7 separate regions of the Mus musculus genome follow, and all the other regions are linked to region 1. The links are chromatin contacts, called in public HiChIP or PLAC-seq and promoter capture Hi-C maps. All regions are on one chromosome and are shown on one strand. Each heading gives the region's core, a stretch centred on a gene start, on an enhancer-like site or on the middle of the called end of the contact. The rest is flanking DNA. Distances are from core to core; before and after follow the strand shown.

Region 1 (3,458 bases), core at 407-2,906:
ATGTGCATGCCTGGTGCCATGGATCCCCTGGAACTAGAGTGAGTTATAAGCTGCCATGTGAAGAGTTTTTGCTACCATAGGTTTTTTGTTATTCCAGATGAATTTGCAGATTGCCCTTTCTAATTCGTTGAAGAATTGAGTTGGAATTTTGATGGGGATTGCATTGAATCTGTAGATTGCTTTTGGCAAGATAGCCATTTTTACTATATTGACCCTGCCGATCCATGAGCATGGGAGATCTTTCCATCTTCTGAGATCTTCTTTAATTTCTTTCTTCAGAGACTTGAAGTTCTTTTTATACAGATCTTTCACTTCCTTAGTTAGAGTCACGCCAAGGTATTTTATATGATTTGTGACTATTGTGAAGGGTGTTGTTTCCCTAATTTCTTTCTCAGCCTGTTTATCCTTTGTGTAGAGAAAGGCCATTGACTTGTTTGAGTTAATTTTATATCCAGCTACTTCATTGAAGCTGTTTATCAGGTTTAGGAGTTCTCTGGTGGAATTTTTAGGGTCACTTATATATACTATCATATCATCTGCAAAAAAGTGATATTTTGACTTCTTCCTTTCCAATTTGTATCCCCCTTATCTCCTTTTGTTGTCTAATTGCTGTGGCTAGGACTTCAAGTACAATGTTGAATAGGTAGGGAGAAAGTGGGCAGCCTTGTCTAGTCCCTGATTTTAGTGGGAATGCTTCCAGTTTCTCACCATTTACTTTGATGTTGACTACTGGTTTGCTGTAGATTGCTTTTATCATGTTTAGGTATGGGCCTTGAATTCCTGATCTTTCCAAGACTTTTCCTAAGCAGCATAAGATATAAAACTGGGTTGGAAAGGAGGTCAGGAGAGCAGCTGCCCAGTGCTAAACCACAGGGCCACGAAATTACAGAGAATTACACCTGGGACTCCTCAAAGACTCCTACTCCTCCCAGGGAAGATGCAAAAGTGTCCGGATTCACAAATGAGGGCAAAAAGCACTTACCATTCCACCCCATCCTGTCTCTTAGCCACTAACAACCTGTTGGAACACGAGAATAATTCACCCACACATCTCAAAACCTAGAGTCACACAAAACCAAGATAGTGTTGCAGCAGCACCCGTGATGGTGCAGTGGGCCAGTCTCACAGGACAGGAGGCAACTAGCAGTCCTCCCGAAGGAAGTGGGGGGGGGGGGGGGGAGGGCAAGGATTAACTCCCGCCCAGGAGAGGGCGCACAAGGTACGGCTGTTGACCGCCACTGGGTCCCTGACAACACCATGGCTCCTAACACGACTTTGTACACCAAAATGTAACATATAAACGAACTGTATGCAAGCATAGGAGAAGATTCGATCCTCTCCGGCATCAGTGCTCCCCCAGCACACCAAGTTTACCAAACGCGTTGCTCTGCTCCGCAACTCAGGCAGCGGGCCGCTGGGACCAGTCTCTCAGGACCTCACAGGAGGCCGCCCAGGGTCAGCCAGGACTGTGAAACCGAAAGCCACGAGAGACGGCAGCGATTGAGGACCTACCTGTGTCCTTGCTTCCCGATCCCGCGCAACCCCGAGCCAGCCGTCCAGGCGCCTGCAGCAAAGGCAGACCCCGCAGCGCTCGCAGCAGTCGCGCCATGACGCTGCCACCAACGGGTTTCCTCCCAAGCCTACCCAACCCCCACCCTCCGCCGGATCCCTCCCCTCTGCCCAGGTCTCTTCCCCTCCTCCAGGCTCTCCTTTTCTTCTGGTGCTCCACCCTACCCCCACCACTTAACTTATCCTCTTGCTCCTCTTGACCTTGATCTTCGCGGAGTGTGTGGAATATCCCGGGACTCCACTGCCTCCTCCTCCCGCAGTACCTTACTCCGATTGGAATCATGACTAGTCTAAAACTTGCTGTGTTTCAGTTTGTTTAGGTTTTCCAGAAGTCATACTAATTGCAGTTGGTTATTTCTGGCTTCCCTTACTCAACATAATTATCTGGACATTGCTGCTTGGTTTTTTGCGTTACATTATGCACAAATCTTTTTTTTGTTGTTGTTGTTGTTCTGAATAATATTCCATTATACTAAACTGTTACTCATTAGTTTAGGCTGTTCTAATTTTTGCACATCAAAAACAAAGCTGCCAGGAGCGTTCCTGTACATGCCTTTTTTTTGGATACCTGGAAGAGGAATAGCCAGGTCTCAAGGGCAACGGCTGCTTCACTAGCAATGTATGAAAGCTCCTGTCATCATCCCCTTCCTACACTTGATTACTCAGGCCTGTTTTTTTGTTGTTGGTTGGTTGGTTGGGTTTTTTGTTCGTTCGTTTGTTTTGCTTCGGTTTTTGAGATCTAATCTCTCTATGTTGTCCAAGCGTCCTCAAACTTGGAATCTTCCTGCCTCGGGACTGAGTTTATAGACATGCATCACTACAAAGTTAGACTTAAACTTCTTACAGTAATAGGCTTCTCTTGTGTTATCTTTCAGTAACTGACAATTAGCCATTGCTAAATCATACATGGTTTTGCCCATTTATTATTAGATTTACTTGTTGTGGATTTTTTTCAAGGTTCTTCCATATATTCTCTGGGCACAAAGCCATTATCAAATCGTTTCCTCACAAATTTCCCTTCCCGAGACTGTGGGCTGTGTTTTTCTGTTTCCTAATTGTGTCTTGGGATGGGAAGTTTTACATTTTGTTAAACTTCATTTTATCGGTTTGATGGTTTGTTTTTGTTTTTTATAGTTTGTGGCGGCTTAGGGGTAACATATTTAACAAATGGAGCTAGTCCAATATTACAAAATATTTTATGTGTTTTCTTCTGCTAATTTTATAGTTTTAAGTTTTACATTTAGGTCTATTATCTATCTGAGTTAATTTTTATTTATTTATTCATTTTTTAAAATAAGGTAATTTTTTTTTTTTTGTTCTCTACTGCCTGCATTTGAGTTCTTGTCAAAATCAGTGTATGGCTGAGAATGCAGCTCTGTAGTAGAGCAATGGCTAGCATTCACGGCCTCAGGGTCGCACACACCCACTGGGGAGAAACCCCAGGTTGGTTGGTTGGTTGGTTGGTTCGTTTGTTTGTTTTTATCAATACAGGGATCTGTTTCTGGACTTTCTGTTCTTTCCGATTAATCAACATGTCAGTGAGTATACAGAGTACTGTAACATCTGCATCCCTGGAGGTGGAGTCAGCTAGTATTTGCAGATCTCTGCAGATCTTCACACTCCCAGAAAACAGAGGGAAGCCTTCCTGGATCCTTCCCTCTCCCTGTTTCCTCTATCCACTGCTTTGAGAACTTTCATCTCATCCTGGCACAGGGCTTTCTGCCCCCACTCCCATGCCCACCTATCAAGAAAGATCATGGGATGGGATGGAGAGATGGCTCATCAGTCAAGAGTACTGAATGCTCTTCCAAAGGTCCTGAGTTCAAATCCCAGCAACCACATGGTGCTTCACGACCATCTGTAATGAGATCTGACACCCTCTTGTGGTG
Region 2 (3,458 bases), core at 339-2,838, 980 kb after region 1:
TGTCTGCTGTGCCCTCCATTTCTGGATTGTAGTTTACTCCAGTTATAGTGGAGTTGACAACTGGGCATAGCTATCACAAATCTTATGACCAGTGAGCACAGTTCCTCAACCTCAAGCGATATTCAGCGGGCGTCTTGTGGGACGGCTGACTGTATGTTTGGGGCTTCTTTGTACCTTAGTCCATCATACAATTCAAAGTAAAGATTTCGTTGCTTTCTTTTTATCTGTGTAAAGTCCCTCTGAGCAGACCAAAGCGAATCACTCCATACCTAGGATCAGTAAATGCCACCAGGGAAGAAAACAGCTGATAACTGCCCTTAGCCCAGACATTGACAAAGGATTTATTCAATTGTGTTACCTCCTGCAGCACAACAGTTAATGTGGAAATGACAAATTTGAATTGTAGTAAGAAAATTGTCTCAGAGAATAAAGTAGAGGCAACTCGACTTCTGTATCAGCCTGGCCTTAGAAAGTGATAAGTCCCCTGAAAATGGAGTAAGTCCTTAGAGTTCTTGGACAACACAGAGTTCAAGACAGAAATACAGGACTGTCTGCTAAGAGCTCATACTAACACGTTTGCAGTTGTGGCAAGATCACACCACTTTCAAATAACACAGTATTCAATAATATGATCAAATATGGAAAGGATGGACATTGGGTAAACAAAATTTGTTGTTGCCATATTTTCTGACAGTTTCACTCATTGAATAAACAAACATTTGCTTTAATGTAGGGACTTGGTAAAGATGATGGGTCTTGTATGTACATGTATGTGCCTGCCTATGTGTATGTGCACATGCACAGGTGCCTGTGGAAGCTTGAGGTGAGTACTGGATCACTGCAGCTAGAATTACAGGCAGTTGTGAACCACTCCAATATGGGTACCGGGAACAGAACTCAGGTCCTCTGCAAGAGGAAGAAGTGGTCTTAATCAAAAGTCAATACTAGGTCCAAGATTAGTTTTACTTTAAGGAAATAAACTTCAGACTTAAAAGAATATTTTAAATTTTATTTATATGTATGTGTGTTTGCTTTCTTGAATTTATGTGTATTAGGTGTGTGCAGGATCCTACAAAGGCCAGAAGGGGGCTTCAGATCTCCTGGAAATTAGAGGCTGCTTATTTGCATGGACTATATCCGCAAATCTTAATTCATATTTAGAAGTATAATTTTTTTCTTGGTTAAATTCCTTTTTGTGCCCCCACCTTCCAAAACCACAATGGGGTGGATCTGTGTGTTTTAGGCATTGTTCAATTCATCCTACCTTTACTGATCAAATAACAAAATGCACATGAACAGAAGCCCCTAAGCAATAAAATACATCGACCCTCCAATATGCTTTTAATATCAATACTTAGGAAGGCAAGGTAGAAGGCATGGGGAAGAAAACCTACAGATAGGCGTTCTTGGCCCAGGAGGTCCGCGATTGTTGATTATTCACCTCTTTTAGCCAGCGCTGACACACGTGCAGCTGCTCTACAAGCCAGCCACGGAAAGCTGTTCTCTGAGGCCAGAATCCAGAGCGCCTGGCGTTCCTACTTCCGGCCCCGCCCCCGCCCCACAGTTGCTAGGAGACGTGATGTCACCGGAAGCGAGGCCTGGGATAGGCTGAGGCCTGGGGAAACCTCTCCCACACGGCCGCTTGGGTGCCAGCGCTGGCTCTCCAGCTGTTCCTAGGCCGGGGCGAGGGTCTAGAGAGGGAGAGCGGGCTGCGGCCGGTCTCCGCTCCCCAGCCGCCGGCTCCGCGGCAGTTAGTGCTTCCCTCGAGCCGGCAGCCTGGTTGGTCGCTTCCGGGCGGCTGCCCGCGCTCCTGACTGACAGGCGCCGTCCGCACCGCCCGCGCCACCCGCCACGTCTCCGCTCTCTGCCGGCGCACGGCGTGGCTGCCTGCCGACCGACCTCTTTGAGCCCAGCGCGATGTGGGTTCCCGGCTTCGGATCCGCGCGACTTCCCCAGCGCCGGCGCTCCGGGTTGGAGTCATCCTCGGTGCGGCCGCTGTGGCTGCTGCTGCTGTTCCTGCTGGCAGCCGTGCGGCCAGTGCGCGCCTGGGAGAGCGGAGACCTGGAGTTGTTCGACTTGGTGGAAGAGGTGCAGTTGAACTTCTACGAGTTCCTCGGGGTGCAGCAGGTAAGCGCGGCGGGCCGGACCTCCTCACCCAGCCCGGTCCACTTGACCGCCATCTCTTCCCAGTTCCTCACTGTCGGCCCAACTTCGGAACTTCTGATCTGAGTGTTAGGCTGGACGGTGCAACTACCTTTTCTTTGGCTTTCTGGAGACCATCCTTCCCCCACCCCGCGAGCTGTGCTGAAGGAAGAAGGAAGAGAGATGTAGGCAGACCGATTTTTAACACTCAAGTGTGACACAGTAACCATGTATCACCCCAAATTGTCATCTTCCCACTTAAACATATGTTTACTCCAACTGCCTCCCTCTCCCTCGTCCTTTCTGGGAAGACTGAAATACATTTTGCCCAGCGTCTGTTAGCAGTTTTCTTGCACTGTATTTTGTAATCGTTAAAGCCTGCTATTAGTGTTTGTGTAGCAGTTAGAAATCTGGAAAAATTTGAAGCCTCCTCCCGCTTGGTCCTAGAACTCATTAGAGAAGTTGTGACACTTTCAGGGTTTGAGGTGTTTGGAGTGCTGTTGAAAGAGGAGGTCAGGATAGTCTTGTGTATACGTCCTTGCCTCTCCATTGATTTCATTTCAGGTTTTAACTTGGGTCTTTAACTTGTAAAATCTCTTGTTCCCTTTTATTTCTACTTGAAAGTGATTGAGTGAGGGTATTTATTCAGACTACCTCAAACAATGAACAGAAAAAAGAAGACATGTTAATAACTAATAATAACTTCATGATCATGGAATGAGAGAGACTTCCACAAGCTATGATTGAGTCCTTCACACAAGATGTAAGTTGTGAAGCAAAAACAACAGCAGCAGCAAAAAGGCACACTTAACAGAATTAGCTAAGAAATGTACCTCTTCCTATAAGTTATGAAATAGGAAACTTTCAAAGGAAATGAATTGAACTGTTAAACAGAAATTTAATTTTTAATAATTGCATTTTAATTCCATGATTGCATATAAAATCATTGAGTATAAAATTACCATGGTATTAAACTTAACAGTTCTCATTTCTTAAGAGTTAAAAATATTATACACAATGGTTTTGTGGTCATTGTGTTACCTTGTGCCACTTCCTGCTCATAGAGAAAAAATAGGCCTCATTTCCAGAGTAAATGATAATGCAGTGTATTTAACAATAATTAGTGAAAATGTAAGTTTGAAGACTATTTATTTGGGCTTAGGTTCTTGAGACAGGTTCTTCATGTAGCTCAGCCTATCCCCTTAAACCGTCATTCCCCAGCCTCAGGCTCCTGGATGCTGAGATTGTAGGCTTTTCCCACTCAGGAGAGGCATTTTACTTTTTAACGTAAAAAAACAAAACCAAAAACAACAACT
Region 3 (3,458 bases), core at 287-2,786, 860 kb after region 1:
TTCTAACAGAAAGACTTATGCAGAGAGGACATAGTCTGTAGTCTTTCTTTATTTAATAAAGATGCAGCTGGTCCACACAGCAGCAATTAGAAGAGACTCTATGTAAAATGGAAGAGGGAGATGCAGATAATTCATAAAGTTAGCAAGAGCCACTGTTATTAAATATTTTCTGGTCCATAAAAAGGCAAACAGGAGTCTTGTTTTTTTTTTTAATTAAAGTGTGTGTGTGTGTATAAGAGAGAGAGAGAGAGAGAGAGAGAGAGAGAGAGAGAGAGAGAAGACAAAGAGCGAGAGAACAGAGGTATATGTGTGTGATATATGCACATGTGGATGTGTGTCCATGTGTGCTCAAAGGACACAGGAAGGTGCCAGATGTCCTATTCTAGTATCATCCACCTTATCCCTTTGAGACAGTCTGTCACTGAGCATGGAGCTAGGCCTTCAGTCTGCATGCCCCAGTAGATCCTCCTATCACCCCACCCCACACACAGTGCTTGTGCAACCATGCTGGAAATTTCCCCTGTGTTCTAGGTTCTGGTCCTCATATTTGGGCAGCAAGTCATCTTTGCAGCACCCTTTTGTTTATGCAATGCTGCTGCTGGTGGCTTTTATCCTTATTTGTTCTAATATGGAAGTGAGATAGGTTACATTGCTTCACAACCTACGTTTAAATGAATGAAACAGAAAGCTAAGCTCTCCCCTGGGAAAGTACCAGGCAGAGAGACCCACAAACAATTCTTCTGACCTTTGCTTGTCTGCTGAATCTAGCCATTACCCCCAAACTCGTCTATTCAAAGGCAGATCTTTAAGCCAGGCATATATTAGGAAAACCTTTGCAACTCTTGACTACCTACCCCCAGGATAATTCCTAAAAAAGTAGGTTTAATGGAAGAGCTTAAGGTTTCTGTAATTTATCCCCCCATCCCTGCAACTAGACTTTTGGCTAGTGTTTAGCCATTATAGCCTGTGGCTTCTCTTCAAACCTTTTGCATCTATTGCTTAATTGATCCTCTCTATGGTCTCACATGATGGTTAGAAACATAGCCTTGGTGTATTAAAATTTGTTCCATTGCTCAGTAATTGAGTGTTCTTCAGCATGCTTAGTCAGTCAGTGGCTCAGCCCAACTATCAGTCAAATGGAGATGATAATAATAATAATAATAATAATAATAATAATAATATTCCCCTCATAGTACTGTGTTACAGTTAATCTCCAGCCCAAATATGCCCCAGCAATGAAAACACGACACAGTTAATATGAATACATGCTGTGCACCTAGATTGGGCAGATCTACCGCTACACTACCATCTTCCACATCTATGAGACCCCCTTAGAACTTGTGATTTCTTCAGGCCATGTGCTTCTGCTCTGATTTTCTTTTTCTTCCTCCTCTCCCTTTTCCATTTTCTCCTATTTCTCCCTCTCCTTCTGCTCCACCTTCCCTTACATCTGCCCAATCATCAGCTCTCCTTTATTTTACAAATCAATCAAGGTGGGAAGCAGGTTTACAGGAGATCACCTGAGGGCTGAGTCATTCCTGGTTCGCAGCCACACACTGGAGAACAACATTAACATCACATAGCTCCAGGGCTATCCACACTGTGTTGGTGTGAAGGATAAGTGAAGTTAAGACTATGAAGAGCTCAGAAATGCCTTTGGCTTACTGTGAACATGCAATATACACATTTTTTACACTTTAGATCTGGAATTACCCCCAGAAGCATCAATATTCATGGGTTGGTCTGTGAAGATAGGATCATAGGTCTCTGATGAATCCAGTATGAGCTCTTCTCTTGATGAGAGGACTAGGTTCTTGGGGGCTGCATTGTCCCCTATCTCTCTGCACCTCCTGCCTCCCGTCGGTGAGCCACTTTGCTCTGCAGCATACCTTCCACCAGGATGGCCCATCTCACCATGGACCTGTAAGCAACAGAGTCACATGATCATGAACTGAAACCTTGAACCTAAATAAGGTGTAAAATAAAGCATCTCCTTTAAGTTGGCGCTCTTGGTCTTTTCTCACCAGTGGATGAGTGACTGACACATGATGCTGCTTGTGTTGATGATGGCTGGAGTACCTCTCTCTAATATCTGCTCATTAAACATTTACCTGCTCTAAGGTCTGGCTGTGTAACTTGGTGACAAAGAGCTCATCTGATTTACAAGGCCCTGAATTCGGTCCCCAGCACAGAAAAAGGAAGAAAACAAGATAGAAAGAAGGAATTAGAGAAAGAAGAGAATAACAAAATGATTTAAAGGTCTTAATTTGTTTTAAGTCCATTTAAATTCCACATCCTGAATAAGCCACCTGCCCCTTCCAGTGTTCCTGGTCTCCATTTAAATGAACGTAAACACATGTAGCTACATACATAGTCATGGCATGTGAAAGAAAATAAATGAACATAAATATATGTCGTTATATGCATAGTCATGACATGTGAAAGAAAATAAATGGTGCCAGATTGCTAAGAAACTAAATTTTGACTGGAAATTTTGAACAGTGGCCATTAACAAAGGTTAACAAAAGAGTGGCTAAGTCTGAGAGGCTAGGGTCAGGGGATGTGGGATAGAAAACAGAGCACATGGGGGAAAGACACGAGCTTTTGTTTGGTCACACCCAATGGGGTGACACAATTCTGATGTGGAGGACGTAGGTCAGAGTCAGAGAAATTATCTCAAATTGCACTGTGAAATATAATGTATACGGCTAAGGAAATATTTCACTTTCTTCCATTTATCTCCTTTTTATTGTATTTTTAATTGCATTTATTAATTTATTATGTGTGCTATTGTGCATATGTAGAGGACAGAAGACAAGCTGCAGAAGTTCCTGGGCATCAAACTCAGGTCATTAGACTTGGCAGCAAGTTCTCTTCACCTGCTGAGCCCTCTTGTCAGCCCACCTCTTTCTTTTTTTTTAAAATAATTACATGCAAAAAAATTTCATATAGATCTTCTTTATGTATAGATCTTCTTTATATTGTACATACTGTTGTAGTTAGTGTATAAGAGGTAAATGAAATCTTTGTTTTATGGAAAAATACCTGATTAAAATAGTCAGGAGGTTTTCTTCCAGGTCATTCATGTTATGGTATGGATCTAATGGTATGGATCCAATGTAGGCCATAGGAGACTCTGTTCAAGCTTAACAGACAAATCACACTGTCATGTCAACTGTCTGCTGTTCTTATTTGCATGAACTTCCCTGGCCAGAGTAGGAGTCGCAGCCTGAGGGCCCCAAATTCCATCAGAACCATAATGATCTGGGTTCACACACCTGCAGCTAGTAACAACCTTGATCTACACTATGAGTCTGCAAGAGGGGCAAGCCCTGCTGAATTCTCTAGGTAAGCCTACTGAGGTAGCCACATTACAGAGAACATACATTCATCAGCTCCTGGAGGTAGAATCAGTCTCTACAAGACAGTTGGTGTGTGGCCATTCCCAGCCAACAGCA
Region 4 (3,458 bases), core at 483-2,982, 760 kb after region 1:
GGAACCGCCGCCGGGCGATGTGGGTATCGGTCACGCCGGCGGCGATCGCGAGTGGCTAGCTGTTTTTTGCTTTGGTCCTGAGGGAGCGGTCGCCTCCTTCCTTCCAGCCTGAGTCCTTCTCACCTGGAGGGGACGAAGCCAGAGGCTCCGGCCTGGTCCACAACATAGCTCCGGGCAAGTGCGGGGCTCTGGCCTCAGGGTACTCCGGCTTGGAGTGTCGGGGCCCGCTAGCTCCCCGAGTCCTTGGGAAAGGGAGGGGACACCAGGCACCCAGGGCCTTCCTTAGCTCCGGCGAGGATGGGATTTGGAGGAAAGGACAACCCTCGTCATGAAAAGGGGAGAATTGTGAAAAAGACGTGCGTGAGGTTCAGGGTGACACTATGTCAGAGCGACATAGGGCGGGACGAGTGGCGGACGCGGCTTCTATCTGGGGGTGCCTCCAGTTACCCCAAGATCTACCGGGGGAGCTTTGATACCTCGGACGTAGGGGTGGGATGGAGCGACCCGCGGACCTGGAGGTCCGGGCGGTCAGCCCGACAGTCGACCCTGTAAGAGGTCTAGGCGGAGAGCAACCAGGGTAGAGACTTGGTGGCTGTGCGCAGGAGGAGGTGGCTGACCGCCCGCCCCCAGGTGGGATGAGGAGGGGGGCGGGAGGCCCGAAATCCCTTCCAGAAAGGCTCGGATCTTGGGGCACTGTGCTCCGCTATTTTCAGCTAGCACCCTTCTCTTTAAGGGCGTCCTTCCTCTTTTTCTTTCTTTGATCAATCTAGTAACGCCTCCTTCCTGCACTAGCGTCTGCCACTCACCGTTCCAACGTCAAGGACATGAACTCCGAGGGGTGCAGCGCCCGAGGGCCACTTGCAACCGGGTTCCTCACCCCTCAGCCCTGAAGGGCAGTAAGGTCCCCCAGCTAACCCTGCAGCCCTGCGAGGCACGTATAAGAAGGGCCTCCAGCTAGGTCCTGTCCCCTGCAGCCCTGCAAGGGCAAAACCAGGCACTGGGGTTCCCAGCTGGAGCCTGCACCCTACAGCCCTACCAGGAAGACAGGCCTGAGGCTCCCCCCTGTGCTCTGTACCCTGAAGCCCTGTAAGGCAGGCACGATGGTTCCCAGCTGGGCCCTGCACACTGAAGCCCCTCAAGGTATATAGATGGCCACGAAGGTCCCCCAACTGAGCCCTGCATCCTGTCCTGCCGCCAAGCCCTCTGCCCAAGCGGCAGAAACCCACTGGCACAGGTCCCCAGCCGCCGGAGAAAAATCAACCACGACAAAGGGCTGCACGAATATGGCGCTGTTGGAAATGGAGCCTGGACACCGGAGCAGCCTGGCTGGAGCACTGCCTCGGCCTCCTCGCTCTTCCTGGTGCTCTGGCTTTCCACTCCTGGGTTCTCCATCTGGCATCCTCTAACCCGCGGACCCTGAACAGTTTTTATCCTACTGTCCCTTCCCGTGTCTCCCTCCTTCCTGTCCCTCTCGGTTCCTCTTTCTCCATTTTGAGTCTGTGGCCGGCGCGTTTCTTGCCTGCTGGGCTCACAGGTGGGCCATTCTCTTTTCTGTCTGTCTGTCTTTCTGTCTGTCGTTTGCTCTCTCTCGCTCTCTCTCTTTCTCTCTCCCTCCCTTCCTCCCTCTCTCCTGTTGAGTGTGGGCTAGAGAGGGCGTCCAGGTGCGAGCCTAGGCTGCCAAGGGCCAGGGTGGCAAGCTGGTGACCTCAGAAGCCACTGTGTGCCCAGTGCTCCCCAGCAGCGGAGGGGGACTTCTTGGGGTGGGGTGCTGTTGTCTCCTGCTGCAAGGAGATTAGCGCTCTCTCTCTCTCTCTCTCTCTCTCTCTCTCTCTCTCTCTCTCTCTCTCTCTCTCTCTCTCTCTCTCTCTCCCTCTCTGTCTCCTCTCTCTTTGTCTGTGTCTCTGTCTGACCCGTCCCTGTCTCTCTGTCTCTTTCCCTCCCTCCTTCCTTCTCTTTCTTGTTTTCTGGTTTTGGTTAGCTAGTTGGCTTCCTCCCGTGCTTTCTTTTCTTTTATTGCAACTGGGAGTTTTGCACTGTATTTCAATAGACTAGGAATCAGAATCGTCTTTCTGGACAGACTTCCAGAGATGAGTTGTAGAGAGACCGGCAAAGAAGACAGAGATATTAATTCGTGTTTTTTTTCCCGTTAAACACGGGGACTCCCAAGCAGTAAGGTGGTTAGGTGTTTCTTTTAAATTATTCACTTTTTATACTTATCGCCTTTTCTCTCTCCCTCTCCCTCTCCTTCTCCCTCCCCCCACTTATCTGAACTCAAGAATGCTGATTTTGAATTAAAATTATTCCTAAATGGTGGTCCGTGGGGAGTTCTCTGAGAAGCAGTGTGATTTTGAAGTCTCTTGGCTGCGGGACTAGCGACAAGTGTCTTCCTGAAAAGTCTCATTGAGGAGGCGTTTCTCTGTGAGGTAGCTGGGTTGGATTCTTTGTTTTTTTTCAAGCAGATGATAGAAGCATTTCAAGTCAACGGAGGCAATGACATCATTTGCTGTCTGAGACATTTCTTTCAGTCATAATGGGGGAAGTTGGTCTATATATAGAAACTGAAAATAAAATAATTCACCTTTCCAACTATGTTTTAACCTTCTAGATTCACATTTTCAAGAACATTCTATTCTGTCCCCCTCACTCCAGAACAAAACGAAGGTGTTCCTCCTTTGTGTGATAGATTTTGGAATTCCTGGAAATATTTGAAAGATTAAATTTCTGAGACTCTTAAGAAAAAAAAAAAAAACCAAGGGGAATTGTTCTGAGCAGAACTTACAGGGTGTCTCATTTAAAACAAAACAGTTTCCTTGGTTTATATTGATTGCCTTCAATTAAAATCAGGTTTTAAGTACTTCTTTTCAGGCTATTTACAAAAGGGGAGAAAGCTCACAGGTCTTGGCATGAGACTTAGCAATACAGCCAGGCCTTGCTAAACTTAGAGTGGTAACTTCAAATCATAGATGTGAAAGCTGGCAGCAAACATTCTTTTGATTTGAGAACCTGACTTCCAGAATCATTGAAAGTAGATTAAAATGTCTTGTATGCATTTCTTCTGGTAAATGGTAAATGCACTTGCCTAGGAGTACAGAGAGTTCCCAGATGAGCTTTCTAAAAATGGGCATCATTGGAGAAGTCATTTTTGTTTTCCAACTTAATTGGAATAATTCAGTACTTAAATAAAGTTAATCCTATTAAGATATTGTTTCCTGCTCAAAGCAGTAAAAATTAAGCACAACTTATATGACTTTAAAAGGCCAACTTTGTACATAGTCTAAGCAATCCACATTGCTGAAAAAAAAGTGGCCAGAACATGTTTTCTGAGTATTAAATGTATTCAAGGTAGTATGCAGACAAGGGTAGTTTAAATCAGCATTTACAGATTACAAGCAATATTTAGTCTTCCTCATTTATTCTCATTTAAAAACACTCACTAAAAATTTTATTTCTTCCATTAC
Region 5 (3,458 bases), core at 678-3,177, 740 kb after region 1:
AGAAATATTATTTTGGATGGATTTCCTCACTAGTCCTCCTGACCAGGCACCAATTTTAAAATCTGTAAAAAAGGAAAGAAAAACTCATTTCCATGAAACCCACCCCATTCACACCCCTGAAGGAAGTCTTCATACCTCTTGCTTTTGTGTTAATAACATTACAGAGTGAGTTCCAGGACAGCCAGGGATACATCAAAAAACCGTATTTCAAAAAAACAAAAAAAGCAAAACAAAAAAACCAATATAATAAAAATATCTAATGAATACTCCTTAACATTTCTATATACTTATATTATTTTATAAGCTCTCTGGACACATGAATTGGGTTGTGTTTCTTTTGATTGTCTTATTTCAAACATTTTGCAAACAAAAGGCAATCCATCTCTATGCATGAATGTATGTATGTATTACTACTACTATTATCATTATTTTATCTGAATTGTGCAAGCAATTTCTTCTTACCTGTTTTGAATTTCACTTTCCTGCCAATTTTGTTTCACTTCCTAATTTTTATTTTTTTAGGTGACAATGATCTTTTACTTGAGCAAAGATAACACAGTGGAACTTAGAGACTCTGGCTTTGTTTTGTTTAGTTTTTCCTTACTGTTACCATTTCCTATCATAATTACTTAGTTATATTTTCATTTAAGTCACTGAACAAGGTTTCTTTTAAAGTATACTCAGAGGCTGGGGACATGGCTCAGCAGTTAAGAGCACTGACTCCACAACCAAGCCTGAGTTCTGGTCCCCAGAATGCACAGAGTCCTGTATGTGCTCCTGTGACCCAGGGTGCTAGGTCGTGGAGACAGGCTTCAGCATTAGCCAACTCAGTTGGAAAACAATTGTGTCCCAGGCTCAGCGAGAGATCCTGTCTTGACACGAGCGAATAAAATGTCATATAATGAAGCAGGATTCACCTCATGTTCTCCTTTGTCTTCTGTGCAAGTGCATAAGGGCGTGTGCACCTGAGCACACACACACACACACAGACACACACACACACACACACACACACACACACAGACACACACACACAGACACACATACAGACACACAGACACACACACAGACAGACACACACACACAGACACACACACACAGACACACACACAGACAGACACACACACACAGACACACACACACAGACACACACACAGACAGACACACACAGACACACACACACAGACACACACACACATAGACACACAGACACACACATACATTCTTTCAAAGTCAGACTATGAAGACCCTATCTCAAACAAAATAAAAATGCACTTTAAAGATACCCTGTTGCTCATCAGTAGAAAAGGCATTCCAGATTTGCTATAATTTTGTTGCTTGTGCCTTTGGCAGGCTCTCCTGTAGCCTAGCCTGACCTTGAACTCCTCAATCTCTTGCTTTGGTCTCTCAAATGCTGGAACACTAGGGGTATGCCACTATGTCTGGCAGATTTAACATGATATATGTCAACTATACAAGGTGTTATGGAACATTTTACATGACTCTGTTCTCGCATGTAAAGGGAATTCCCCGAGGATAAAGGATTAATTCTGTTGTTTATAATGGGGTCACGGAGGATTAAAAGGCGCTTCTAAGTAGCTTCGCCTTGTATGGATGTGAACTTTCCACAGCATCCGCTCACTGATTTCATACGGGAATAATTACTAAGGAAATCACGAACCTTTGTGGAAATGGACAATAGTGCCCAGGGCATGCCTGCTTCAGAGTTTATAGTGGGTTGCTGGTCCCTTCTATGGACATTCTGGGTTCTTCTGCCTTGGCTTTTGGGGAATTCCTCCCTCTGACCAGATGTGCCTCCCATTACTCCCAAAGCAAAGCCCCAATTCCTGTGGGGTTAGCACTAAGAACCCCACTAACTGCCCCTCTTGCTCGCTCCTTCCTCTTGAGAAGACTGCTCAGCGTCTCTCCATGAAACCGCCTGCTGCCTGCTGGTTAAACCCAGCCTTCACTTCTCATTTTACTCGGACGCAGTTGCTATCACTTGCTTCCTTTTCTTCTATTCTATTTATAATTTTCATTTTTCTTAACTTCATTTCAAAAATTTCACAGTTTAATGAAACATCATTTAAGACATGTCTTCAATTAACTCAATTATAATCTCTTCACAGGAGCATACACATATGTATATATTGTACAACCATAACTTATACCCATATAACAGAACTATAAACAGGGGTAAAGGGATAATGGATATCCCAGAGTCCTTTGTTGATTGGCAGAATGGTTCAACAGAGTTATTATAACCTATAACCCTGAGTGAAACACAAACGAATCTCTTTCTTTTTTAAAAAACAAAATGCTTTGGTCCAGTGAGGCACCTTAGCAAAGAGGGTTGGTTCTAAGCCTGATGACTTGAGTCCAATCCCCAGAAGGAAGGAAGGAGAAAACAGACTCCTTGAAAGTTTTGACATGAACCAAATGCCTACTGTGTGCCATTATTGATACATTTAAAATGATTTCCAAGGATTTGCTCTCTCTCTCTACAACAACAAAAAGAGAGGAGAGAGACAGAGACAGAGAGACAGAAAGAAGAAAGCACACCAAGATAGCTCTTTGTCTTGAAAACTCAGCTGATACACAAAACTAAGTTGGACTTAGAAATGAGGGATGCCTGAGAAACATTTAGATTTTCACTATTTAGGAAGGCCTAATGATCTACTTTTGCCTGAAATGGGGATTTGTTTTGGAAGTATAGATTTTGGCAGCCTGTTCTATTAGATAGTAAAACCAGATAAGTTGAACTGATGGTGAGACAGGCTTTGTGAAAGTAAATTTTTCCTTTCAAACCATCTCCTTCACCTGAGAATGCAGAGGCGATTTTGTTTTGTTTTGTTTTCGAGACAGGGTTTTTCTGTGTAGCCCTGGGCTGTCCTGGAACTCACTCTGTAGACCAGACTGGCCTCGAACTCAGAAATCCGCCTGCCTCTGCCTCCTGAGAGCTGGGATTAAAGGTGTGCGCTAGCACACCCAGCCTGGCTGTAAATTTCTGTGCTGAGTGGGAAAGCATTGGTGGGTGTGATTCCTTCGAGAGCACGGAAATGATTGGTATATTTTCCTTCGGTTTCTTTCTGGAACTGGTACTTTTTATTCTCATGCTTTTCAGTACAACACTATTAAATGTTCTGTTATTCTTTAACATTTTATCACATTTATTTATTTTGATTTCTTGTGTGGATGCTTTGCCTGCATGTATGTATATGTACCACATATAAGCTTGGTGCCCCCTGGAGCTATGGTTACAGATGGTTGTGAACCATGTGAGCGCTGGGAACTGAACCCAGATCCTGTGCAAGAGCAAGAAGTGCTCCTGACCACTGGGCCATCTCCCCGGCCCTATTGTTAGTATTTTAATTTTATGTATATTGCTGTGTTGCCTACCCGTGTGTACCCCGTGTGTGCAGGGCCTTCAGAGGCCAGGAGGGAGCAGCAGATCCCAT
Region 6 (3,458 bases), core at 609-3,108, 600 kb after region 1:
CTAAACTAGGGAGGTTCGCCCAGTTTCCAACCCTCCAGGTGTGTCTTTAAGAGTGTATAATGTTGTCTAGGTACTCTTCAAAGACTCACAGTGGCTGGCCATGAACACTCCTGGCAGTGCCACAGACTGGAGGGAACTCTGTAACTGCACATCAGTGAAGAACAGTGTGGGCTTCCATTTTCCTTGTGCACGTTAGGTGAGTTCACATCAGAGTCCCTAGACTGAGAAGAAGAAGAGAGGAAAGAGATCTTTTTCTTCCTTATGAGTTCTTGAGTCAAAAAGTAAAAGCGAGTTAAGAACCATTTTCCTTGTGTCCTGTGGTATGTTTATCCTCAACTCACAGGACCTTTAAGTAATGCTTTTTTTTTTTTAACTTGCTGATTCAGTAAATATCTGCAATGCTGTATATATTGCCAAATAACATACTAGGCTCCAGGGAAAAAAAGTGAACTCCTGTGTTTTTTTGTTGTTGTTGTTGTTGTTTTGTTTTTTTTTTTTTTAGTAGGTTTACAGGAAGGAGAGAAACCAATAAGCAAATACATAAACTGTATGCAAAAGGTTTAAAATGTCATGACTGTGGGAGGTAATTGGCGAAAAGTAGTTCTAAAGCCAGCCTTGAGCTCACATTCCGCCTTGCTGGTATTATTTATTTGCTATTACTTATTTGTTTTCTCATTCCTGACAGGTTGTATGAACAAATAGATGATGACTTCTTAGACTTCAGTTTCTTCCCACGTTTGCTTTGGATAGTCTTAAATCATAGGACCCCTAACCCTAATTCTAACACAGGTCAATTCCCTCCCCTAGGCCCCGAGGTCACATTGCTTCTGCCAAGGGTTGCACACCATCCCGAGGAGGCCTCATATTCTTTTTTCTCTTCTCTTCTCTTCTCTTCTCTTCTCTTCTCTTCTCTTCTCTTCTCTTCTCTTCTCTTCTCTTCTCTTCTCTTCTCTTCTCTTCTCTTCTCCTCTCCTCTCCTCTCCTCTCCTCTCCTCTCCTCTCCTCTCCTCTCCTCTCCTCTCCTCTCCTCTCCTCTCCTCTCCTCTTCTCCTCCTCTCCTCTCCTCTCCCCCTCCCCTCTCCTCCTCTCCTCTCCTTCTCCCCATCCCCTCTCCTCCTCTCCCCTCCCCTCCCCTCCCCTCCCCTCCTCTCCCCTCCCCTCCCCTCTCCTCCTCTCCCCTCCTCTCCTCTCTTCTTTTTCCTTTCCTTTCCTTTCCTTTCTTTTCCTCCTTTTCTTTTCTTTTCTTTTCTTTTCTTTTCTTTTCTTTCTTTCTTCCTTCCCTCCCTCCCTCCTTTCCTTCCCTTCCTTCCTTCCCTCCTTCCTTCCTTTCTTTCCTTTCTCCTAACACAAGATGATGGTGCAAAGAGCCAGAAAACTAGCTTCTGTACGCAATTTTGAGCACAAGAAAACAATAAAACCCAAAGATCAAAACCCTAAAGGGGACAACGGCCAGTGGCTCAAAGCTAAAGGAGAAGGTGGTGCACAATCCAAATCCACGCCCCAGCCTTTGCCCTCCTTCCGCCCCAGGAAGGCCGACAGACAAAGCCACCCGGTGAGTCCATGAGTAGGGGAACAATGCCCTGGCGCTCAGCACAAAACGAAAGTCCGCTGCGGGGCCCGAGGGGATGGCAGGCCGGGGCGCCTTGGGCCCACGCGTCCCGACCCCAACTCCCGACGCCATTCAAGCAGACACCGCGCAGAACAAGGTCAGCTCTGTGCAGCGCGCGGCGGCAGCGCGGCCACCCCTGCTCCCGGGAAGCCCAGCGACGACATCGGGAAAGGCGCCCACGGAGAGCTTACGAGCCCCACGATCCCCGAGCCAAGCGCCCAGCCGGGAAGTAGAGCCGTCCGCGCGCGGAGGGAAACGCCGGGTGTAGTGCGGTTTGTCCTTGCTCTTATAAGCATGCTGCTCCCGGAACCGCTGCCTTAGACCGAGTTCGGGTTATTTTCTGGCCAGGATTCTACCTTCTGTGAGCCTGAGGATCCGTCATCTGCGCACTCCAGTGGCCCAGCGGCCGCCCAGCTCCAGCTTCGGGGACGTTCTGGGCCTGGATTGCATCCGAGGGTGATTGCGCCCACTTCCAGGGAGCAGGTTTTACCAGTGTCTGTTCTGGTCAGTGGAGTGCTGTTCTGGTCAGGATGGTGAGGAGTAATGAGGATAATGCAGGTAACACTGTCTAAAAGCACATCACACCCTCAAGAAGGAACCTAGCATTAACTCAGTGTTAATACAGGTAACAACTCACAAGGATCTGAAAACATAACATGAGGAAAATCGCAGAAAAGATCACGACCAACTAGAGTCCATGTTTAAAAGCTGTAAACAAAGCCTTTGCCTGGCCAGAAAACGAAAGTAGTACACTGCAGGCTGGACAATAACTTTATAGCTCAAAAGCAGTGGTGATTACATCACAGTTGCCACAATTCACAGAAGTGTAATCTAAAGGTATATAAAGTTTATTCTGCTCAAACTGTAAGTAAAATAATGTCCTCAAAAGTTGGCCGAAGTAGGGTGTCTGTTTTGGGGGAGAAGCTGCTGCTAGGGGGTAGGTGACTGAGAGACAAGCTGATAGGAAAAAAATATTTACTGCTTAGGAAATTTACATGAGCCTTAAAAGCATCCTTCTCAGAACTAAGTCCTCTAAGAGTAGATTCACTCCAACAATAGAAAGAAAATATCCTAAAGAACAATATGGCAATGTTGTTGCCTAAAGAACACCCAGAGCAATTGATGTACTTCTCCAGATTTACTTAGCCCCACCAACCTCACCACCACCTCTGCTTCGTGGTGTCCAGGGCTGGCCTTTCTGCGGAGGGTTCCACTCCTGTTCCCTCCCTGACAGATAACCCCCAACAAATGAGGGTAAAGATTCAACCCTGCTTCCTTATAGGGGCCCTGATGGTGGAATGTTCTGCCTCTATCTGCCCAAGGTCCCAGCGCAAGGTGAGTTAGAACAGTATGAGACAAACCTTCACAGAGGCAGAAAACAAACACTACCCGGCATATCAGTCTCTACCACGGACACTCCCAAGGCTTGAGCTTTGCCTGAAAGCTGCAGAACGAACAGTCAGCTACACTTTCTCATACGTGTTCACTAACGTGCTACTTTGTATCTGTTTTCCTTTCTGTTTAGGAACAGTCAGCTGTACTTTCTCATAAGTGTTCACTAACGTGCTACTTTGTATTTGTTTTCCTTTCTGTTTAGGAACAGTCAGCAGTACTTTCTCACAAGTGTTCACTAACGTGCTACTTTGTATCTGTTTTCCTTTCTGTTTCTCCTTGCTCTTGATGCCCTGGGATTCCATCTTCTCATCAAATCTTAACACTTAAAATTGCCCTCAAGGTTAGCTTTTCTTTGGCAGTGTTTGGGTGTTACGTATACTTTCCTAAAGATTTCACAACCATGACAAACTTTTTTTTTTCTCTCTCTGTTTTGGCTCTGGATTACTGTCTCATT
Region 7 (3,458 bases), core at 490-2,989, 570 kb after region 1:
GGTTTCTCAGAGACAAGTACAAGTTGGTACATGACTTTGATTTTTATCAAGTTAAACTATGCAATACAAAATGCCAAGGGGACAGGCAGATGTGTAAGTATGGATGTGGGTGAGTACGAGAGAGAGAAAAGGTGTATGTGTGAGAGATAGCTCAAGACTATCATTAATGGAGAAATTCTTTTCTCTCAGCCGTGTGCAACTATTCTTGGTTGAAATAAAAGACCGATCAAGAAAAGCCTAGAAAACTCCCACTAGGTTTCCAGCTGGAGAACAAGAGGCTTTTGTGGCTGCCTGTTCTCATTATTCCCGCCTTCACTCACTGCAGCAGAAAAGGCAGATGGGGAGCAAGAGTCCCTCCAGAAAGGCTCTGTCCTGATTCGGAGCCCAGAACCCCTTCAGAGGACGCTGAGGCGCATTCTCATACTGTTGCTCTGGGTCACTTGACATTGGTACTGAGCATCTGAAAAGTGGCAAAGTGCGGGATAGTAATTTTTTTAAACCTGCCTGCCTGCCCAAATGCCCATCAACTGCCCCCACATCTGTCTTGCTCCGCCCACATCTGTCTTGCTCCACCCACATCTGTCTTGCTCCACCCACATCTGTCTTGCTCTATGCTCAGTCAGGCTCCTGCTCATCATTTAGCCTCTTTCCCATTCTGGGGGCCTCAGGTTGGGTGGTAGCACAGCTAGGAAGTGACAAAGCCAAAGCTGGTCTGCTGCAGTTCTTCTAACCACCCAAGACAGGTTTCCCAGCTCTGGGCCTGGGCCAAATATTTGCTGCTGGTCTAGAGGCTATGTCAGTGGTTCTCAACCCTTTGGGCAAACCTCTATCTCCATAAATGTTTACATTATGATTAATACCAGTAGCAGAATTACAGTTATGAAGTAGCAACGAAAATAATTTTACGGCTGGGGTCACCACATTGTGAGAAACTGGATTAAAGGGGAGGTTGAGAACCACTGATCTATGTGAATTATATAGGAAATGTTAGTTTTGCCAAAAAGTAAAACTGATCTTGCCTCTAAAACCCCACCAGAAACTACCTACCTACTGTAGTGAGTCCTGAAGTATCTGAAGTGGATTCCTTTCTGGTGATTTCAGTAGATGGTTGGGCTTTGGGAAACTCCAGTGACTGCCACTTTGACCACTAATCTTTCAGATTGTGAAAGTTTCCTATAATTGGACTTCTGTGACAGATCTGCATTTTTAACTAAAATATATTCAGTGTTAATTTATCTACTGGAGAATATTACCTAAATTCTTAGTGTTTTGAACATTTCTTTTGATGCAACTCAAATGGTTATCATGTAAATATACAATTATATTTAATATTTTGCTTCATTTTTTTGAAGCAGCGTCTACATAGCCCAGACTGTCCTCTAATTTGCAGTCCTCCTGTCTCACCCAGAGTGCTAGGATTACATGAATATGCATGCTATTGTGCCCCTTTAGCAGTTACATTTGTAAATGATCCTGATCGCATGAGCACAGACACAATCTATCCGCCTTAGGCAGCTGTTTGTGGGTACCCAGGAGCTAAAATCAACTGAATTACAGCTGCTTCTCATAGACTTTGACAGTGCCTTAGAAATCAATCTGCACCAGGACAAAGCAGACCTAAAACACATCAGGAATACTGTTCCCTGTGGTTTGCTGACCTCCCCTGAATTAGCAAGGCTGGGCGCTGGTGCTGGTGATTAGGGTCCTCCTAAGCTCCCCCCGCCCCCCAGTCTGTAGAGGAAAAACCGCAGAGCTAAGGTGCTAGAGGGACCATAGACTGCGCTGCAGAAGCCAGGCGCACTCTATAGCCAGGGGACTGAACTAGAGAAGATCTGGGCATTGCCCACCAGTGCAGGACTGGATGTCCAGCTTGTTAATCAAAGACCTTGGACCTAAGCTTAAGCTTCAGCATCGTGGATCTCGAGCGCGGGAAGGACAGTGAACTGCAAGCTACCACGACCTCTCTCTCCTCCCACCTGCGACCCAGGGAAGAAAGCTCAGAGCCCTCAGCTCCAGGCTTGGAGCTTTCTTGACACCGAATTCTAGATGCACCAGGAAGAGCCCTGGCAAGGAGCGGGCTGCGCAGGTAGGGACAAGGGTGGTGTCCCAGTGCAGCCCGATCAAGTAATCCCAAGGGAGCCTGCCTGCCACAGTGGAGCGGTGTGGGCTGCTTTCCCGGTGAGGGGATGAAGAGACCCTTCCCTTGAGTCAGATGTCGTCATTTGCTGGGCGAATTCCGTGCCCCACAAGGGCCACCCTTATCTGACAAACCCCTATAGGCTACTGGGGACTTAGGGAAAAGAGATGGAGGCAGAATCCTTTGGTAGTAGGGAGTACCAGGTTCAGGGAAAGGGAGCAGAAGACTGCCCCGAACCTAGGCATCCAGTGTAAGGAGAGGCGTCATTGCTCTAAGGATGATTTTAAACCGCGCAGAGACGCAGCATATGGTTTCCAGGTTTGGCGGCACAACACAGAAGACTTTGAGCCGAAGGGGCCTCCAGACACGGAAACTAAATAATCCCGATTTAGAGAGGCCCGAGTAGCAGGAGGCTGGATTTTTGGTTAAGCTACAATTAAGAGAAGATAATTAAGCCCGGAGCCGTGCAGCTTATTAATATTTATAGCTCTCGGAGTGAGAGGGCCTTTGCCACGCAGGAGAGGAACCCGAGCCTTTCAGGCCAGGGGCTTCGCAATGACTGGGAATGAGAAAGGGCGAAATGGGGTGAATCTGTCTCTGCGCTTCTCCCTTAATTACCGGAGCAGGAAAGTCAGTCGGGAGAGAAGGTGGTCGAATGACTCTGTCTCAGGGGCTGCGAAGAGAGATGGCTATCTCCAGTCCGGATCCCATCTCTTCCTTCAGGACCCCAACCGTGCCTTTAAGTGTCCCTGACTCCCAGGATTGAGGGCTAGTAAAGGAAACGATTTTGTAACGAAGATTCCGGGAGAATTTTCTTTTCCTCCCAGCCTTAACGTCACGCCGCAGGGGACACGGTGATTAAGTGCTGTCCTGGCTGAGGGATGGCCCTGCAAGCCCACACACTGGCCTCGAACTTGCTCATGTACGGTTTGTGGGATTCCGGGAGGCAGATCCTGCCCGCCCCGCACGGCCCCCCGCAGGATCCCGGAGGGCCGCTGCGGGTCAGGCCTTTGATTCCCGTACCGCTGCGGTGGCAGGCGGAGGGGCTTCACCCGTACTCCGACCTTCCCCGCGGTCTGCTGCCTGCGAGACACCGTGCCACCCACCACTGAGGATGAAGTAGGGAGCTTCAGCAATTTGCACTAAACGTAATTTCTGCTGCTCTTGAGCCCGGATGGATGGAGGTGGGTGGAGGAGGGGCGGATGCCCTGAGCCTTTGCTCTCCACCCCCCTCGCCTCCCCTTGCTAGCCTCCAGCGGCCTCCGCAGTAGCAGCCTCGGTGTCTGGTGCAGATCGATTCTCCGTAATAAACGCGGGGTTC

The links. Promoter capture Hi-C pulls out the DNA fragments that hold promoters and counts their contacts. HiChIP or PLAC-seq counts read pairs in DNA pulled down with a chosen protein or histone mark.
Region 2: an H3K4me3 HiChIP or PLAC-seq map of pro-B cells shows a contact between it and region 1, with 11 times the contacts expected there. The contact joins the promoter of Dnajc1 here to the promoter of Msrb2 in region 1. A contact is called at or near these places in 10 of 39 promoter capture datasets (the C10 cell line, the HPC-7 cell line, cranial neural crest and 5 more), 2 of 15 datasets of contacts at CTCF or cohesin (large pre-B cells and pro-B cells), 10 of 484 Hi-C or Micro-C datasets (CD4 T cells, the N1E-115 cell line, Sertoli cells and 7 more), 16 of 115 datasets of contacts at active chromatin or transcription factors (astrocytes, bone marrow-derived macrophages, cardiomyocytes and 13 more) and 2 of 9 other capture datasets (embryonic stem cells and liver).
Region 3: a contact with region 1 is called in an H3K27ac HiChIP or PLAC-seq map of embryonic stem cells, with 4 times the contacts expected there. The contact joins the enhancer-like site here to the promoter of Msrb2 in region 1. A contact is called at or near these places in 4 of 39 promoter capture datasets (hippocampal neurons, liver and pre-B cells), 1 of 484 Hi-C or Micro-C datasets (pancreatic cancer cells), 5 of 115 datasets of contacts at active chromatin or transcription factors (bone marrow-derived macrophages, double positive thymocytes, embryonic stem cells and 2 more) and 2 of 9 other capture datasets (adipose tissue and liver).
Region 4: a promoter capture Hi-C map of hippocampal neurons shows a contact between it and region 1, with 6 times the contacts expected there. The contact joins the enhancer-like site here to the promoter of Msrb2 in region 1. A contact is called at or near these places in 3 of 39 promoter capture datasets (the C10 cell line, hippocampal neurons and pre-B cells), 2 of 484 Hi-C or Micro-C datasets (cerebral cortex and uterus), 7 of 115 datasets of contacts at active chromatin or transcription factors (bone marrow-derived macrophages, craniofacial prominence, double positive thymocytes and 4 more) and 3 of 9 other capture datasets (adipose tissue, embryonic stem cells and liver).
Region 5: a contact with region 1 is called in a promoter capture Hi-C map of pre-B cells, with 5 times the contacts expected there. The contact joins the enhancer-like site here to the promoter of Msrb2 in region 1. A contact is called at or near these places in 6 of 39 promoter capture datasets (the C10 cell line, cranial neural crest, frontonasal cranial neural crest and 3 more), 1 of 484 Hi-C or Micro-C datasets (cerebral cortex), 6 of 115 datasets of contacts at active chromatin or transcription factors (bone marrow-derived macrophages, craniofacial prominence, embryonic forebrain and 3 more) and 1 of 9 other capture datasets (adipose tissue).
Region 6: a contact with region 1 is called in an H3K4me3 HiChIP or PLAC-seq map of bone marrow-derived macrophages, with 5 times the contacts expected there. The contact joins the enhancer-like site here to the promoter of Msrb2 in region 1. A contact is called at or near these places in 6 of 39 promoter capture datasets (the C10 cell line, the HPC-7 cell line, hippocampal neurons and 2 more), 2 of 15 datasets of contacts at CTCF or cohesin (large pre-B cells and pro-B cells), 8 of 484 Hi-C or Micro-C datasets (LSK cells, the N1E-115 cell line, Sertoli cells and 3 more), 15 of 115 datasets of contacts at active chromatin or transcription factors (acute myeloid leukemia, bone marrow-derived macrophages, cardiomyocytes and 7 more) and 4 of 9 other capture datasets (adipose tissue, embryonic stem cells, liver and 1 more).
Region 7: a contact with region 1 is called in an H3K4me3 HiChIP or PLAC-seq map of bone marrow-derived macrophages, with 7 times the contacts expected there. The contact joins the promoter of Carlr here to the promoter of Msrb2 in region 1. A contact is called at or near these places in 13 of 39 promoter capture datasets (the C10 cell line, the HPC-7 cell line, cranial neural crest and 8 more), 1 of 15 datasets of contacts at CTCF or cohesin (large pre-B cells), 1 of 484 Hi-C or Micro-C datasets (bone marrow-derived macrophages), 12 of 115 datasets of contacts at active chromatin or transcription factors (bone marrow-derived macrophages, cardiomyocytes, craniofacial prominence and 6 more) and 2 of 9 other capture datasets (adipose tissue and bone marrow-derived macrophages).

What each region holds. Positions count from the first base shown.
Region 1 is chr2:19,369,834-19,373,291 of GRCm38.p6, reverse strand. Msrb2 (methionine sulfoxide reductase B2) reads right to left here and starts at 1,656. Exons shown (of 5, transcript NM_029619.2): 1 at 1,513-1,656. The coding sequence starts at 1,609.
Region 2 is chr2:18,390,960-18,394,417 of GRCm38.p6, reverse strand. Dnajc1 (DnaJ heat shock protein family (Hsp40) member C1) reads left to right here and starts at 1,588. Exons shown (of 12, transcript NM_007869.3): 1 at 1,588-2,127. The coding sequence starts at 1,918.
Region 3 is chr2:18,514,464-18,517,921 of GRCm38.p6, reverse strand. No RefSeq gene overlaps it. Among named protein-coding and RNA genes, the nearest start is that of n-TNgtt9, 71 kb to the left of the region's middle. Within about 2 kb of position 1,536, at least 3 of the 459 cell types and tissues checked have an H3K27ac peak or open chromatin away from gene starts, as enhancers often do. A contact at or near this core is called in embryonic stem cells, where this site is marked.
Region 4 is chr2:18,606,310-18,609,767 of GRCm38.p6, reverse strand. No RefSeq gene overlaps it. Among named protein-coding and RNA genes, the nearest start is that of n-TNgtt9, 21 kb to the right of the region's middle. Within about 2 kb of position 1,732, at least 210 of the 459 cell types and tissues checked have an H3K27ac peak or open chromatin away from gene starts, as enhancers often do. A contact at or near this core is called in adipose tissue, bone marrow-derived macrophages, cerebral cortex and 6 more, where this site is marked.
Region 5 is chr2:18,626,125-18,629,582 of GRCm38.p6, reverse strand. No RefSeq gene overlaps it. Among named protein-coding and RNA genes, the nearest start is that of n-TNgtt9, 41 kb to the right of the region's middle. Within about 2 kb of position 1,927, at least 2 of the 459 cell types and tissues checked have an H3K27ac peak or open chromatin away from gene starts, as enhancers often do. A contact at or near this core is called in pre-B cells, where this site is marked.
Region 6 is chr2:18,765,526-18,768,983 of GRCm38.p6, reverse strand. No RefSeq gene overlaps it. Among named protein-coding and RNA genes, the nearest start is that of Gm3363, 6.4 kb to the right of the region's middle. Within about 2 kb of position 1,858, at least 399 of the 459 cell types and tissues checked have an H3K27ac peak or open chromatin away from gene starts, as enhancers often do. A contact at or near this core is called in the HPC-7 cell line, LSK cells, the N1E-115 cell line and 17 more, where this site is marked.
Region 7 is chr2:18,800,099-18,803,556 of GRCm38.p6, reverse strand. Carlr (cardiac and apoptosis-related long non-coding RNA) reads left to right here and starts at 1,739. Exons shown (of 1, transcript NR_131254.1): 1 at 1,739-3,458.